Linked DNA regions of Zea mays: region 1 is linked to region 2. A link is a contact called in public Hi-C data. All regions are on one chromosome and are shown on one strand. Each heading gives the region's core, a stretch centred on a gene start, on an enhancer-like site or on the middle of the called end of the contact. The rest is flanking DNA. Distances are from core to core; before and after follow the strand shown.

The links. A called contact is a pair of places that touch in the nucleus more often than the background predicts.
Region 1: a Hi-C map of leaf shows a contact between it and region 2, with 7 times the contacts expected there. The contact joins the promoter of LOC103638857 here to the promoter of LOC100282495 in region 2. A contact is called at or near these places in 3 of 25 Hi-C or Micro-C datasets (ear, leaf and tassel).

Annotation. Positions count from the first base shown.
Region 1 is chr9:111,736,653-111,740,070 of Zm-B73-REFERENCE-NAM-5.0, forward strand. It overlaps LOC103638857 (villin-3), which reads left to right and starts at 1,791. Exons shown (of 23, transcript XM_035962621.1): 1 at 1,791-2,180; 2 at 3,412-3,418.
Region 2 is chr9:111,408,432-111,412,044 of Zm-B73-REFERENCE-NAM-5.0, forward strand. LOC100282495 (Grx_C4 - glutaredoxin subgroup I) reads right to left here and starts at 2,219. Exons shown (of 4, transcript NM_001155404.2): 1 at 1,915-2,219; 2 at 691-770. The coding sequence starts at 2,072.

The DNA of each region.
Region 1 (3,418 bases), core at 541-3,040, 330 kb after region 2:
ATAAATCTTTATGATTCTCGCTATACTTTTGGTCAAACTTTAAAATCTGAGTCTCAAGAATTTTAGAATGACTTATATTTTGGGACGGATGGAGTATATAAAAAAGTCTACAGAATCCTGTAATATTTAGAGGGTAGTCTACTTCCACCCACACCATCAAACCGGTTGTCTAACCATCTGAACTTTACAAAACCGAGTAAATAACTCTCTAGGCAGTTTTAGCAAGTTGCTAACGCCGCAATACCAGCCGCAATACCAACGTGACACCAATTTTATCTATTTCAGTTCTGTGATCTAGCAGTATCTAAAATTTATATAATTTTGCACAAAAAATGTTAATCAGATATTACATTTTCTCTATTTTTTTTAGAATTTAGGAGTAGCAGCTTAATTACTAAAAATAAAAGACTACATCAAAGGAGCTAAATATTTTTGTCTCAGATTTATTTTTCTTTATCTTCTCAACTATAATTTTGCACTAGGTAATCTATCTAAGCTGCCATTAAAACACATAAGTTGAACCATTCTTTTCTTGAATCAGAGTTCAGATGTGGCATCATTTGAAAACGGTGTGTGAGTTTTGATTTCCTTGAAGGCGACATTATCTAGCATTTCTTGTAGGGGCCGTAGCTTCTTTGAAGCCAAGGCTGGATGATAATTTCCATTATCTAATAGTGTGTTTGGTTTGAGGAATAAAGTGATCCATTTTCTTCTCACTCTCCACTTTTTTATTTGGTTTGTGGAATAGAATGAGTTGATCCATCACCACCTCATTCCTCATAAGCTAATAATTAGTATATACATGAGGAGTGGGTTGATTCCACCAAAATTAATGGAATGAATTTATGATGCATCACCTCATGAAGGATAGAGTGACTCCACAAACCAAACACACCATAAAAAATTTAGCATTTCTTGTCTTGTTTATCACATCAGGCAGGAGGCTCGAACCTTCAAAGTTTGACGAACATGTTGATCCTATCACTTTCAATAACCCTTCGGTCTCTTACTTTACCGAGCTCTATTTTTCCCCTTGTCTTCATATATAATTCTAAAAACCTAGATGTACCATGTTGTCATCTACGCCATTAACATTAGGTTACTATTAAGAGAAACGGTGCAAATGTTTTTTAGCTATATTTAAGTCCAATCCGTTTAGCAGTTAACATTGTGCTACTATTAGGAGAAATGGTATATATGTTTTTTTAGCTGTATTTAAGTCCGAATCCATTTAGAGGCCGACGGGATCCTCTGTAATTACGTCCGTGGATGTAACTGCACCTTGCTGGACGTTACCGTATCCGTAATATAGAAATAACATATTTATGAAGTCAATATTCATTGATATCACATCTAACATAGTCTATTTGTTCTATAATAAGTGCATTTATAGAGTTCAAAATTTGTTCCAAAATAAATAATACATATATAACAGAACCAACTAACTCTACTTGTAATTTTCTATTATCTCTTCCTAGAATATAATGGTTACATCTTTATAAGGGTATATATATCATTACATATACTAGTATTGATCTCTTGACCCAAACTATAGGAGGATACTCTTTTATAGGACTTTCGAATCTAAATTTAAATAAAAACATGAAAATAATTGCAATATACTCTCTTCATTTTTTAGTTGTCGTTGAATAGTTTAATTTTACACTATCCAGTAATAACTAAAACAAGACAGAGTGAGTAAAGTAATATTCATTCTTATTCGATCGTTTGCATACTGCATGTCCTCCTGTGTGCCCAGCTCGGCAGAACGAGTTACGACGTAATAACGGCGAAGAGAGGAATTCCATACAAAATATAAATAGCTCAAACTCCCAAATACCTGCTCCACCTCCACCCCCTCCCCCTCTGTCCTGTCTTCCTCTCCTTCCTCCTCGTCGTCCTCCGCCATAGTGGCGAGCACGACAACAGCCACGCCTCACGCCCTCACCTCCAATCATTGGCCTCCCCAACCCAACCTCTCCCCGCCCCGTCCTGTTGAGCCGGGTGATTGACGGATTATTAGTTAATCCGGGGGCTTCACCTCGTTTTAGCGGCCTCGTTCGTTCGCCTCCGCAAAAGGCTAACGCCAGCCCGGGCGCGCGCTAACGGCAGCAACGACAGCAACCCGCTGGCTAGCTAGTCCTCCCCACGATTCGACTCCGCCACCGTCCCCGGCCCAGGTGCGTGGTGACCGAATCCTCTATTTCAGCAATTTTTTAGGGAATGATGTGGAGAGGGTCGGGCCGGGGATTTGTTTAATGGTGCCCGCGGCTAGGGTTGTTAAGTTGGTCCTCTGATCGGGGCTTCGGCTTCTGGCGATCTGAGGTCTGACCATGGCCGCGCCGGGGTCAGCGATCAAGGTACGCGGGGTCTCTGCTTGGCTGGCTGGCTTGGGTGCGTGACGGATCTGGGCTGCGGGAATTCTCTGACTTTTTGAGATTTGTTAGTGGGTCGTGGATGAATGGGGTTTAGCATGTTGTAGTGGTGGGGAAATTTTGCTTGGTTGATTTCCGGATGGCGGATTGGATCTGGCCCTTTGGCATTTGGAATGGGAATGCCCATTTTGTGTGATTTAGATCAGATGTTGGATCTCTATAATGGTGTAAGCCGCTGCCTGGAGACCAATCTTATGAGAGCAGTGATTTTGTTTTTCTTTTTGGACGTGAGGTGGATCTGGGTGGCCGGAATTTGGTCTGATTTATACCTGTTCATCTGCCACTCGATGGCTCTTGTTGATCCTGATGCTGATTCGTGCTCCAGAAGTCATTGGATTTAGCTGCCCACTTGAATTGTTTTGGAAGCCAAGCCAATGTTCGTTTAGTTTTGGGTGTGTTGGAGGCTTGGAGCATTCGGGTCATGCAAGTTCCCACACATCCCTTTTGTTCTGGATTGAATGAGCTGGATATGGATGTTTTGTTGGACCTAGGATGTCATGTATTCTCAATTGTGAGTTGCACCAAAAAACATCGCATTCCTTGGGTTAGCTTTCAGCTTTCTGTTGAATGGGGGATCAGGATCTTAGCTTGCTCTATATCACGCCAACTCCTTAGTTTGTGGATGTTCCTTGGGTGTTGTTTGAGATGCAATCATTATACAGGAGCAGAACAGAGGTCTTTGGAATTGCTAGACATTCTAATTACATAGAAGCAAGTCCTCATCCCTAATGAAGGGCAAACTCACAAGCGGCATTGTGTTTCTATCAGTGTCAGGGGGCACTTTGAATAGGAAACTTTTGCATGCAGTGTTGTTCAAAAATTCGCATGTGGTTCATCTCATTTTAAATTTAAACTATCCGCGTCAAAATATTTTTAAGGGACCTGTATTTATGTTCTTGTTTAAGAATGCTTTTATACAGGCTGGCTTTGAGGATTCATCTTTTCTCCCCCCCCCCCCCCCCCCCCCCTGTTTCAGCACACCT
Region 2 (3,613 bases), core at 969-3,468:
CAGTAGCACAATCTTATCATTTAAACCATCATCATCCATCCATTATGTGCATACTCTCCACTGCCTTCACAGACAGAAAGAGGAAGGATATATCATATATTGGCCTGGCACTAACCATACCGGCATTGTCACAACAGTGAATGTGCAGAAGGATTGTGAAATGGAAGAGAGAGGCTGTGCAATCCTCAAGTTTGCTTATGTTTTCTGTTATTCACATAGTGAAACACAGGCATCAAGATGTATTTGCATTTGATTTATGTTCGATGTAACTCACGCTTAGTTTCATCAAGTAGTAACTGTGTTTATGGTTCTATGTAATTCACATTATGACATGAGGCACTTGAAGACATTTGTGCTTACTTACGAGCCTATAGGACATCTCCATCCAGGATGTCATTCAAAAATACTCCCACATGAATACTCTACCTTTTCTTTTGGGGTTCAGTATGTTTATTTATACTTCATAATATGGCTGACTATTCAACTGAAAAACAAATTATTCAATCTAGCTGCGTGATCACAAAAGCATGCTGGCTGAAAACACTGAAAAGATGTATTCACAACTCTGCCTTGGTTATTTCAATGAAAATGTGGCACTTCCACTGGGAAAAAACATGACTGAAGTAGGGGGCATAGAGCAAGCACTCTAAAACAGTAAATTAGCGATGTGAAAAAGAGTGTAAAGCAAACCTCGCTGATCAAGCTCCACAACATATGGCTCTTTCTTCAACTCAAGCTCCTTAAACACGGCCTTTGCTCTTTTGCAGTACCTGTAGCTCTCCAGACAAATAAAGTGCTGATAAGAGTATGTGCTTTGGTACAGGAACTACAACCATAAGGCGTCATCTCCATACACTCATGGTTCAGATGTTATCAATGTACATTCGCTGCTCTCAAGTCAAATGAGTATCTGACCATATCACTTATCAGTGCATTTTCTTATAGTTATGTACTCCCCACAAAAGTCTGTGTTAAACTTGATAAATATTTAAGTTTAGCTTCTTGAACTGCACTGCAAGAGATCTAGTGAGCTAATCAGGTGGACACAAGAGCCACCGCTAAATTCACAAATCTAGAATTAGACCTAACAGGAGGCTCTGAAAGCTCAAGAGAATTGTTCCAATTTCTGTCAAGCACATTTCTCTCACCAGGTCTTGGGTTTGAAGCAGTCTCTCCGCATTTGCGGAAGCAAGGCTTGCCTCAGTTTATCCCGGGAGGAAGGCCTGCCTCAGCTTATCCCTTCCCAAGAGGCCAAGACCTCACTCATGTGGAGCCTCCGGCACTGGTCTGCACTTTTGTTTTACATTTCTCTTACACTTGCACAGTGACATCAGAGTAAATAAAATTGCTAAGCAGAACAAGCAGTGAATCCTTTTCACATCAACCAAGCAGTCAATAAGAGTAAAAGTAACCACGGCTTCTTTCAAAGAATGTGCCAAGAAATGCAAAGCAGACAACAATCTGGTTACCACATAAAGGACAATAACTGTCACATGGTTGCTAGGATAGAACTGTGCTGGGCTTTTCTTAATTTGGTATAGGATCCAATCCAAGTTGTGGATTTCTGTAATACAGAAAACGGAATTCTACAGCTGGACAAAAAAAAAAAAAACGAAGCAAACCATCAGCTCCTCCAGTAATTCAGGTCAAACTTGCAGGACTTTTTCCCTGAACAATCAGCCTTACAGAATAATAGACCCTATGCGTTGAAAATCCACGAGAAAAGACAATTTTCAGCAAGCGAAAGGATGAAATCAATGACAACTAACAGCTATAAACCAGATTTTCTGTAGCTACTAGTTAGATTGGCGCGACATCACAGCAATCGTGCCCAGAATCCCGCTTAGAATCTAGATCTCCGCAGGGAACAAGACAAGATGCGCATGTAAGGGTTAAGGACGAGGTGGACCGTACGGGCAGTATGACTTGGAGAAGATGACGACGTCGTGGGCGGAGACGGTGGACTTCACGAAGGACTTGGGCGAGGATGAGGCGGATCCGAACGCCACGAGGGCGATGAACGCGGCAGCTGCCGCAGCCACCCCGATCCGCCGGCCCAGCAACGCCACCATCGTGATACCACCGCCGGACGCCGGTGAGGTCGAGATGCAGGTACAAGGATATTTTTGACCGAAGAGGCACTGGTCCTGAGTTGTGACTAGTTTACGTACGGTTGGATATCTAACAGGTCGGGCTCGGCGTGAGCTCGAGCCGACTCGTTAATCTAGTTCGGTTTGACTCGTTAAAAAACAGAGCTAGAAGATAAACTCGACTCGATTTGTTTACGAGTTTGAGCTGGTTCGTTTGGCTCACAAGCTACAGCGAAAAAAGTATAATACCAGAAAATAATTATTATTATCACAGTTTCACATACCATATTATAAGTTCATGACTTTAATTCATCAAAAAAAAAAAAAACAGTTGCAACGTTTATCAGTTCATGCATCACATTTCATAATCAGCTTAGAACATTCATCGGTTCATGCATCACAACATCAACTTAATTTACACCACTTTATCAGAATTTATGGGCCATGAAAATGAAACATACCATGTAACCACTAACCAGTTAACCACCAAAAGAAGCGCTAGTACACTACTGCAGTAACAGCTTAGCAGCACATGCACAAGCATAAGTGCACATTTTGACAGCTAGTCAGCATAGCAACACAATTACACAAGTACACAAGCACTAGTGCAGTAGCCACTAGCAGGTAGCAGCATCTAAAAGGGCAAAAGGCTACTACTCGTGAGTCCTGATTGTCTATCTTGCTTAGAAGTTCTAAGTTAGAACATGCCAAATTGCCAACATCCAAAAGACCAAAAGGCTAGCAGCATGTCACTAAACCCAAAAGGCTAGCACTCTAAAGTCTAAACAACATGCCAGCCTCCTAACATCCACTTTTCTCCTCCATTACTCTATTAGCACATCTTCCTTCGGCCTGTACAAAACTTTATAAATCAACATAGTTTATAAATCAATACATCACTATTGATTTTGGTTATACTTACTAATTGCTTGCCACCACACCCTTAGGGAACTCCACAATCTCGATATCACCATCATCTCCCTCCTGAACAGTCCACACATGTCACATCAACATTAAATAGAACAAAAGTTAAAAGAAATATTAAATATAGTTGCTATGTTACAGCCTAAAATAGGATTACATACCACAAGAATAGGTGCACTTTTCTCATGTTGAGAGCCCCTTATCCAACTAGGTGCACAAATTAGTGCTTGAACTGTTGAAGGATTCAAAGAACTCACATAATCATCAACAACTCTTCCTCCAGTACTAAAAGTGGACTATGATGATACACTACTTGCTAGGACAACCAAAAATCTCTTTGACATACTTTGTATGGTTTTGAATTAGGAGAATGTTTATGTTGCTACATGTTGAACTATTCCAGCAGTTAGTATCCAAATTTTGAAATAGGGAAATGCAGCATGTGTATTCTCACCGCGTCAGGCCCTGGTCGGCGTCGAACCCTCGACAGTTGGCGAGGCCACGAGGGTCACGACGGTGTGGGTCTGCCTCCCACCATGCTGTGTGCCGCCGGCTGCCTGTGGTCGTCGTCGTGGAGACTAGAGAGGTGGAGTGGTGGA